2 separate regions of the Acanthopagrus latus genome follow, and region 1 is linked to region 2. The links are chromatin contacts, called in public Hi-C maps. All regions are on one chromosome and are shown on one strand. Each heading gives the region's core, a stretch centred on a gene start, on an enhancer-like site or on the middle of the called end of the contact. The rest is flanking DNA. Distances are from core to core; before and after follow the strand shown. Region 1 holds the start of drd5a (D(1B) dopamine receptor). Region 2 holds the start of slc2a9l2 (solute carrier family 2, facilitated glucose transporter member 9).

Evidence for each region. Hi-C and Micro-C count contacts between places; a contact is called where the count stands out from the background.
Region 1: a contact with region 2 is called in a Hi-C map of liver, with 2.8 times the contacts expected there. The contact joins the promoter of drd5a here to the promoter of slc2a9l2 in region 2. A contact is called at or near these places in 2 of 4 Hi-C or Micro-C datasets (liver and muscle).

Annotation. Positions count from the first base shown.
Region 1 is chr6:23,593,868-23,597,843 of fAcaLat1.1, forward strand. drd5a (D(1B) dopamine receptor) reads right to left here and starts at 2,443. Exons shown (of 1, transcript XM_037101532.1): 1 at 1-2,443. The coding sequence starts at 2,187. The coding sequence ends at 805.
Region 2 is chr6:23,429,767-23,433,848 of fAcaLat1.1, forward strand. It overlaps slc2a9l2 (solute carrier family 2, facilitated glucose transporter member 9), which reads left to right and starts at 1,926. Exons shown (of 13, transcript XM_037100574.1): 1 at 1,926-2,086. wdr1 (WD repeat-containing protein 1) reads left to right here. Exons shown (of 15, transcript XM_037100572.1): 15 at 1-498.

The sequences.
Region 1 (3,976 bases), core at 1,193-3,692, 160 kb after region 2:
AGTGTAAACAGGCCCACTGCTATGTGTTTGTAGCTGCATGTTCGGCTCCATCAAAGGCCATCTGGAGTCTGGATCAAACTGCATACAGTCCATGAGGTGCAGATCAGGTGTGCTGGACGAGTCACTGGGGTGGGTAAACACTTTAATACTGCATTTTGGCATCATGTAACTTAATCTCCACACAGACACATTCCTCTCATGTCTCCAAACTCCTTCTTTGAATAAGCTATAAGGCGCTGGAAAAGACTGCATTTGAGTAGAACTGTCTTGGTTTGCACTGTCTGTAAGGCTGCCCTCAGTTTTCATACTCAGTGGGTAAGACGGGCACTGGATACACGTGAGGATTTGAAGCAGCAAAAAGGTTGTTCCATACTGAGCCTGCCCCCTCCCCCCAAACCCTGGATGGATAAGAGACACGGACGCTCCGCCTGCGCGTAAACAACAGCTTCAACTACACTGAACCTTTGAACAAATGAACACAGACTTCACTTGTCATGTAAATAAACACCTACACATCACTTTTTTTTTCTTTTTTTCTTTTTTTTTTTTTTTTCTTTTTCCAGAACAGGACGACAACATCACATCTCATATACGAGGCAAAGCAGGGCGGCTACAGAGACACTGCCCTGCTGGGGTGTCCACGAGCAAGTCATGAAATAGATCCCGCAGCAGCGGCGAGGGCCGCTGCTCAGTAGCTCCCCTGATCGGAGCTTTTTTTTTGCGGGGGGAAGATGGGAGCAGAATGAACGATGGCGTTGATATCAATACATCCATTTTACGCACGGGGAGACATGAACGTTGGAGTCAGTGTAATCCATTAGGTGTGAACGGGGACATCCTGTCGAGGCTGATGTCCGCCTCGCAGTCCTCCAGGTCGCAAACCGAGTCGGTGGGGTTCTCGTTGTTGTGAGAAAACTGTGAAATCCTGTCAAAAGTCTCCTCGTGCTCGATACATTCAACCACGTTGGGGATCATGTTGACGTAGGCGTTCACGATCTCCTTGTGGATGAGGGTGTCTTGATTATATGAGACCAGCTCGTTGCTGATGTTCACCGTCTCCACCGGCGTATTGGAGCAGAAGTTACGACACCCCAGGAGGCTGGCGAAGGCCTTCCTGAACTCGGCGTTGAAGGCGTAAATGACGGGGTTCAGGGAGGAGTTGGTCCAGCCGAACCACACGAAGACGTCGAAGGTGGTCTCGCTGACGCACGGCAGCCCCGCGTCCCGGTCAGTGGCGGGCCTGTCGCAGAACGGGACCATGCAGTTCAGGACGAAGAAAGGTAGCCAGCAGCACACGAACACGCCCATAATCACCGACAGAGTTTTGAACACTTTGGTTTCCCGCTTGATCGACGTCTTCAAGGTGGTGTGGTGTTGGCACTCTATTCTGTTGCTCCTGCAACTTTGCGCGTGCTCTGCCGCCCTCTCCAAGGAGGCTATCCTTCTGATTTGTATTTGTGCAATCCGGTATATTCTGGTGTAAGTCACAATCATAATTGCCACGGGAATATAGAAACTTATCAAAGAGGAGGATATCGCATACTCCCTGCTCAGGCTGGAGTCGCAGTTTTCCTCCACCTGCCGACTCGCGGAGGAGTTGTGCGCCCCGGCTGCGTCGTCAGCGCTGGCTTTGTGCCAGTTGAGCTGGACCGGTATGAATGAAATGAGCACAGACAACGTCCAAGTGATGCTTATCATAACAAAGGCAACACGCTGGGTCATTTTCCTCTCGTAGCGGAAGGGGCTCGAGATGGCCCAGTATCTATCCACGCTGATGATGCAGAGGTTGAGGATGGAGGCGGTGGAGCACATAATGTCGAAAGCGACCCACACGTTACAGAAAGTGCCAAACGGCCAGTACCCCGCCACCTCTGCCACAGCTTTCCAGGGCATCACCAGGACGGCCACGAATAAATCCGATAGAGCCAGGGAGACGATGAAAATGTTGGTGACTTTGGTCCGCAGGTGCCGAAAGCGCAGCACCGCGGCGCACACCAGGATGTTCCCCAGCAGGGTCCATAGGATGAGCAGGGACAGCAGACAGCCCGTCACCGTGCGCACCACCATATCCTTCCTCCCGTCGTCTGTTGCCTCTGTTTCGGTGCTGTTCCACATAATCTCTCCCAAGGGTGCCGGCACAGAGTCAGTCCTCTGCACCGATGACAGATACTTGGCTGGGTTCTCCATGTGCCTCTCTTCAAGTAAAACTGCAGTCCATAGCTCCGTGCGCGTTGACGGGCGCAGTTAACAGCCATTCACCGTGTGGTCCCCATTGACCCGCTCGGCTGCCAGCATGATGTGGAGAGCAAAACAGACGGAGAGAGAGAAGCGAGCGCGTTAAAACGGAGCCGAGCGACGTGCCAGGTGCGCTGAGGGGCTGAAACGCAGCGAGCAGTGGCGAGCACATGTTGCAGTCTGGCCGGGCTCTGTCGTCTGATCTGGCTGCCTCTGTGAATCTCCCCAGTCCGAGGTATCCTGAGCGCGGCGTGGGTGAGGAGGGAGTCCCTGCAGCCTGAACACACACTAACCTAACCAGGTCTGCGCACAGACAGCATCACGCCTCCTCTGTGCGTGGAGTTACGCACGACTGTGCAATGCGTTAGGTGAGGGGCTCTCATCGTGTGGCTTCGAAGTGTGTGATTAAAAAGTCGAAATCAGTCAGAGCTGTCTGCGAACTGTGGTCAGTCTGTGTGTGACAGGAGTGACAATTTGTAGGGAGATCCAAGTTTGTGACGACAAAAGCAGCTGTGTGTTGTGTGTTGTAGACAGGCTGTAGACACCCAGAGTCAGTCCACTTATTATTCATAATCAATAGTTGTGAAGAGACACGAGCCTCTCACAGGCTGTAGAAATGGCTCTGGCTGAGCTGTCCATGGTGCTGAAAGAGCAAACAACCCAGAGCGTAACGCCAAAGCACCAGTCTATCTATCTATCTATCTATCTATCTATCTATCTATCTATCTATCTATCTATCTATCTATCTATCTATCTATCTATCTATCTATCTATCTATCTATCTATCTATCTATCTATCTATCTATCTGTCTGTCTGTCTGTCTATCTAATCTAATCTAATCTAATCTAAATCATGAATGAACCCGCATTTTATTCATACTTGTATAAGCACCACACTCCCATGGCTGAAATACCCTCTAGTGCAAAGAACATAAATTCTCTCACACATATTCTGTTCTAAGTTTAATTATCAGTGAATTGAGTCACTTTCACCCTGGTGAAATAATTTCAACGGTGCGGCTCAATGGAAAAAGCCGACGGGTCTGTTCACACATGAACAAATCCTTTCTCGGACTTTCACGGAATTCTGGTGTTTTGTGAGGGTTTTTTTTTTTTTTCTTTTTTGCCCTCCGCCGGCTGGAGGTCACACCTCACCCGCCTCTGCCTGAACAGGTGAGTCATATTCATTCACACTCTCAGCGGGCATGTTCAGAGCCACTGGCTCTGCGCGCTGCTGTGTCTCCGTGTGCGGAGCAGCAGCAGCAGCAGCAGCAGCAGCGGCGTTTCCGGCTTTGAAACGTCACGGATATTTTTAGATATGTCTGCGCGCCCGTCAGATCGTTCTGACGTGACGTCAAAATAATCTCCTCTACGCCCGATGCCAAATTCTCTGGAGTGACCTGTAATCCCTGGATGTCATGTCAGCAAGCAACCTGTGTCCGACTCACACATATAAATCTTTACGTTCAGACAGATGTTACCACAGATGCCGGTGTTCTACTATGCTATGGGACCATGGCCACAGAGGTTAATCTCTAAATGCGTTTATGTTGAATATTGTAGCTGCAGTGACGGGGGATGAATCACAAAATGAATTCAGTTACATTATTTTGTGTCAATTTGTATATTACTAATAGTTGCCAGATCATCATTAGTTTGAATTCAGCCACAATCATAAAGGGCAAAGTTGTGTTTTTGTGAGAGCATATTTTGATTTCTTCTCCTTAAAAATGAGCTGCGT
Region 2 (4,082 bases), core at 676-3,175:
TTCACTCAGTTTAACTGAACTGCTTGTTTTGTGGTTGGGCTCAATACATCCTAACCCAACGGATGAACCAAAAGCAAATTTGTTTTTTCATCAAAATGGCGTTTGAAAGAAATGAAACCTTTTGGTTACATTCCTACAATGAGAAGTAACTAGTCCAGATTAATGTTGTTTGTCACTTTTTTTCTTCAACTTTTTCAGAGGTTGGGTGGTGTGTTTTTTTTTTTTTTGGTTTGTCTTAGGTTTCATACTTCTTGTGACTCACAACTCTTCCTGTTGGATTGGGAAGCAATAGTAGGAACTGAAAGAACAAATTACATGTACAATCAAGATGCTGTCTGTTCAGTTGAAGGTCCTGTAATGTTGCTGTGTCTTTGTTTGGGCCCACGATGCTCGTCTCACTTATTTTCTTTTTTTCAATGTCTTTATGCATCCGCTTCCAAAGTGGAAGTGAGGCATTATTATTAATAATATTAATAATAATAAAACACTTTTTATGCATTTTGCCTTTCATGCAGATTTGTCACAGATCTATGTGCAGGTTGTCCAGTGAGAATGAATTTCATCGCGTTCAGGATGGATTGAACCGTCGGTGATTATCAGTAGTGGTGAAAGGATGAGAGAGCTTCTTAACACTTTCCAAGACTTCACTGTGATGGAGCTTTTAATGTCCCTCTTTCTGTCTCCATTTTTAGGAAACAGTCATAGAGAGCATACTTGAATGAGAGAAGTATTCAAAATGTTACTCTTAGAAATACTTTAATGGTCTGGGGCCATTGGATCCCCCAGATTTTCCTCTTAAGAAACAAGTCAGATGTTTTATGTGCAGTGATTCACTCTTATCCATTCAATGGGAATCATATACCACAATTAACAGATGTATATAGTCTTGGCCGGGTCAATGTTTAATTCACTGAAAATACAAAATGACTGGAATCATCTAGCAATTATTGATGCCTTTTATTGATTACATTTCATTCATAGCAGTATAAAATATACATTTGGTGCACAGTTAAAAGTACATGTAAAAGAGTCACTGCAGGGGTGTTTGCTATTTAAATGCTGACTGTCCTCATGAATGACATCACACAGCTTCCACTGGATTTTCGGACATTTTCCTTTTCCTGGACATCTTTGACATTTGGGAGGAACATAATGATGTTTGCCTTGGTCACAAGTTGTTCAGGGTAAAAACCAATAGGGAGTCACATTAATACGTTTCCCAGCCAAGGGGCTATCACACAACCATGTAAATGCAACATTTATATGATTTAATTAAGTTCACACAACACACTTGTTTCCAAGTAACAATGGGATAGAGCTAACATTAAGAGTCATCCGAGCCATTTCAATGACTCTACTAAATTCTAAAGATAGAATATTTTCCCCTTTTCTGCACTAAATAATCAGCACGAAGGGACGAGTCTCACCTGATTCCTTTGATTCTGTCTGATTTTCCTTTTTTAAAACTCAAATGTGATTACAGCCTGGTGATGATGAGCCAACTACTTACGCTCATACTGATGGAAGACTGGAAGATTAAGCTTGGCTTTATTTATCCCACAAAAAAAGAGGCTTCCAGTTGATGTTTTTTGTGGTTAGATATATACCTACCAACATTACACCTAACAAATACTAGGTTTATGCTGACAAGTACACAGACAAGAGAAAAGAGACACACTTACAATATCCATGGTTCTTCATTGACAGAACTGACTAAGTCTGAGTCACTTGCAAGAAAATGGGCAAAACAAGAGTCCAAGTCCAGTTTTTTTTTTCCTGCAGTCCTGCTGCTTCAGAGAAGAGGGAGGTCAGTAAAATATTTTGGTAGAAGAAAAAATAGAGGAGTTGCATTTCTTCCACTGTTTACGGACACAGTCTGCTGAAACTGATAATGGTTAACCAGAGTTACCCCTCTCTCCGCACGCACCGCAGGTAAGAGGGTGAAACGGTCACTGGATATGCAGTATGGCAACATGTTTCCGTCAGCGCTTCTATCGGAAGAAGCAGCAGAAAAGTGAACAATTTGCCTGACACACCATATGATGGAATAAGTAACGTCAGAGCAACCTGTCGAGGAGATAAAAGGGTAAGAGGATCATACGCATTCATGTGGTTCTGTCATGTAAATGTGTTGTAAGAGAGGCAGTTGACTTGATGTTAGGCTTGATGCAGTCACTGCGAGATGGAAACCTTCAGTAATGTCAGCTTTTTAAAAACTGCAGTCAGAAAATCATCCTCGTGAGCATGTTATTGAACAGTGTTTATTAGACCACATCGTCTGAACACAGGGCATGAAAGTGTTGCCTCCTGCAGCACTCGCTGTGGATCCAACCACCATAGGTTCATGTCCAGTTCCAGTAAATTAAATTAGCCAGCTAGTTCTCATGTGATCATGGTGTCTTTTTCAATTACGTGCCCGGCTGCACTTTTGGTTCAATTTGCAATTTTGGATGTGGCGAGAGTCTTGACTGTGGTCGGTGAGTTGTTGTTGTTGTTATTTTTTTTTTTTAAATCTCAAATTGATTTTTATAGAAGGGATGTCTCTGCTATCAAGTTCATATTTGGGAGCCCTTTCATTTCCCATTTTCAGCATAGGTTCGTAGAGAGTTGCAACAGCACTGACAGTCGTCTGTGGTGACTGGATGATACAGAGAAAGGGAAAGCCTGAGAAAGTCAATGTTTAACACAGCTGCTGACTGCAGTTTGAAGGGCGATGGACTGCAGCAGTAAAACATGACAGGGTTGGATCAGGTAACTTTGAAACAGAGAATGCAAACTACATGCTGATTTTCACAATCCATAATTTTGGATTATTCAAACACTGAAACAACACTTTTTTTTTTTTTTTTTACTTTTGAATAATCTTTCAGAACCTTTTCAATGCAAACAAAATGGGTTTTGCACGTTCAGCGTACTGTGCTGTATTACTCACAAACTGCAGGCGTACTGTGTGTATTCTGCAACATGTATAAATAAGGCAATTAAAAAAAATTACAAAAATGTCATTAAGTAAATAATGTTTATAGAAGAACTACACAGTATTTATGAACCATTTACAAAGTATTATTAGCGTCAAGTGATTGTTTATTATAAAGCACCTAACAACTGGTTTATAAAGCATTTCATTGCTTGTTTACAGTGAAATAAATATGCATTTACCATTTATACATTGATACATATTATTAATCAATCATTATCATGTAATCCTGATCGCATCTTATCAGGTATAACCCAACCCTGCTTAATATACAGTGGAGTGGGTGGTGTTGTGATATGGCAGTAAACTTTAATGCTGCAGATAATAAAACATAATGTTTATCGGTGTACACTGTGCACACTGTGTGAGAGGATGCAATACTTGTGACTGTCTTAATGTAGTCTGGAACAGACCACGTTGCAGACATAGATAGTAGAAACTCTTGGAAATGTGTTAGACAAACAGCAAACTTTATTTATTCATTTATCATCGACTTGTTCTCAGTGCATGGTTAAAATCCAGATGTAACTCTACACTGAAAGACTTTTTTTTTGTCACCTCGACTGTTTTGCACAGTTTGCCTGCTGCTTCTTTTCCCCCACTGACTGGATGTCTATCTGCACCCTTGGAAACCTAATACCACTGTTACCTAGACTCCAGGGTTGGGAAAAGGTGTCCCAGAGGGGGTGTTCATCTTACTGACCGAGTTTCTTTATTGCTCATATCTCTTCCCCACATGGCAGTTCACGGTTCACAAAGTGCACCATGCATGGCCTCAGTTGCCCAGTCCTCCAGCCCTGTGCTGCAGCTATGAAACTAAAACTATGTCATGTTTTTGCCTGGTATCTATGATGCTGTGGGTCCGCCCTTGTGCAGTTTACACATGGAAGAAACAAGGCTCATGTTAGAGTAATATAGATAGTTGCCTGGCAGTAGTTTCAACAATATAGTCAATGTGAGGCCAAGGGAGAATAAAGCAGCCATTGATGGGAGAAAAAGCCCGAGGTAAGTTTTTTTTTTTGGATTGAAGACTGAAGCTCTTGTGACACCATTATCTCACAAGCTGTAGTGTTTCTGCAATGGCTCCAGTGGTAGTGGGAACCTC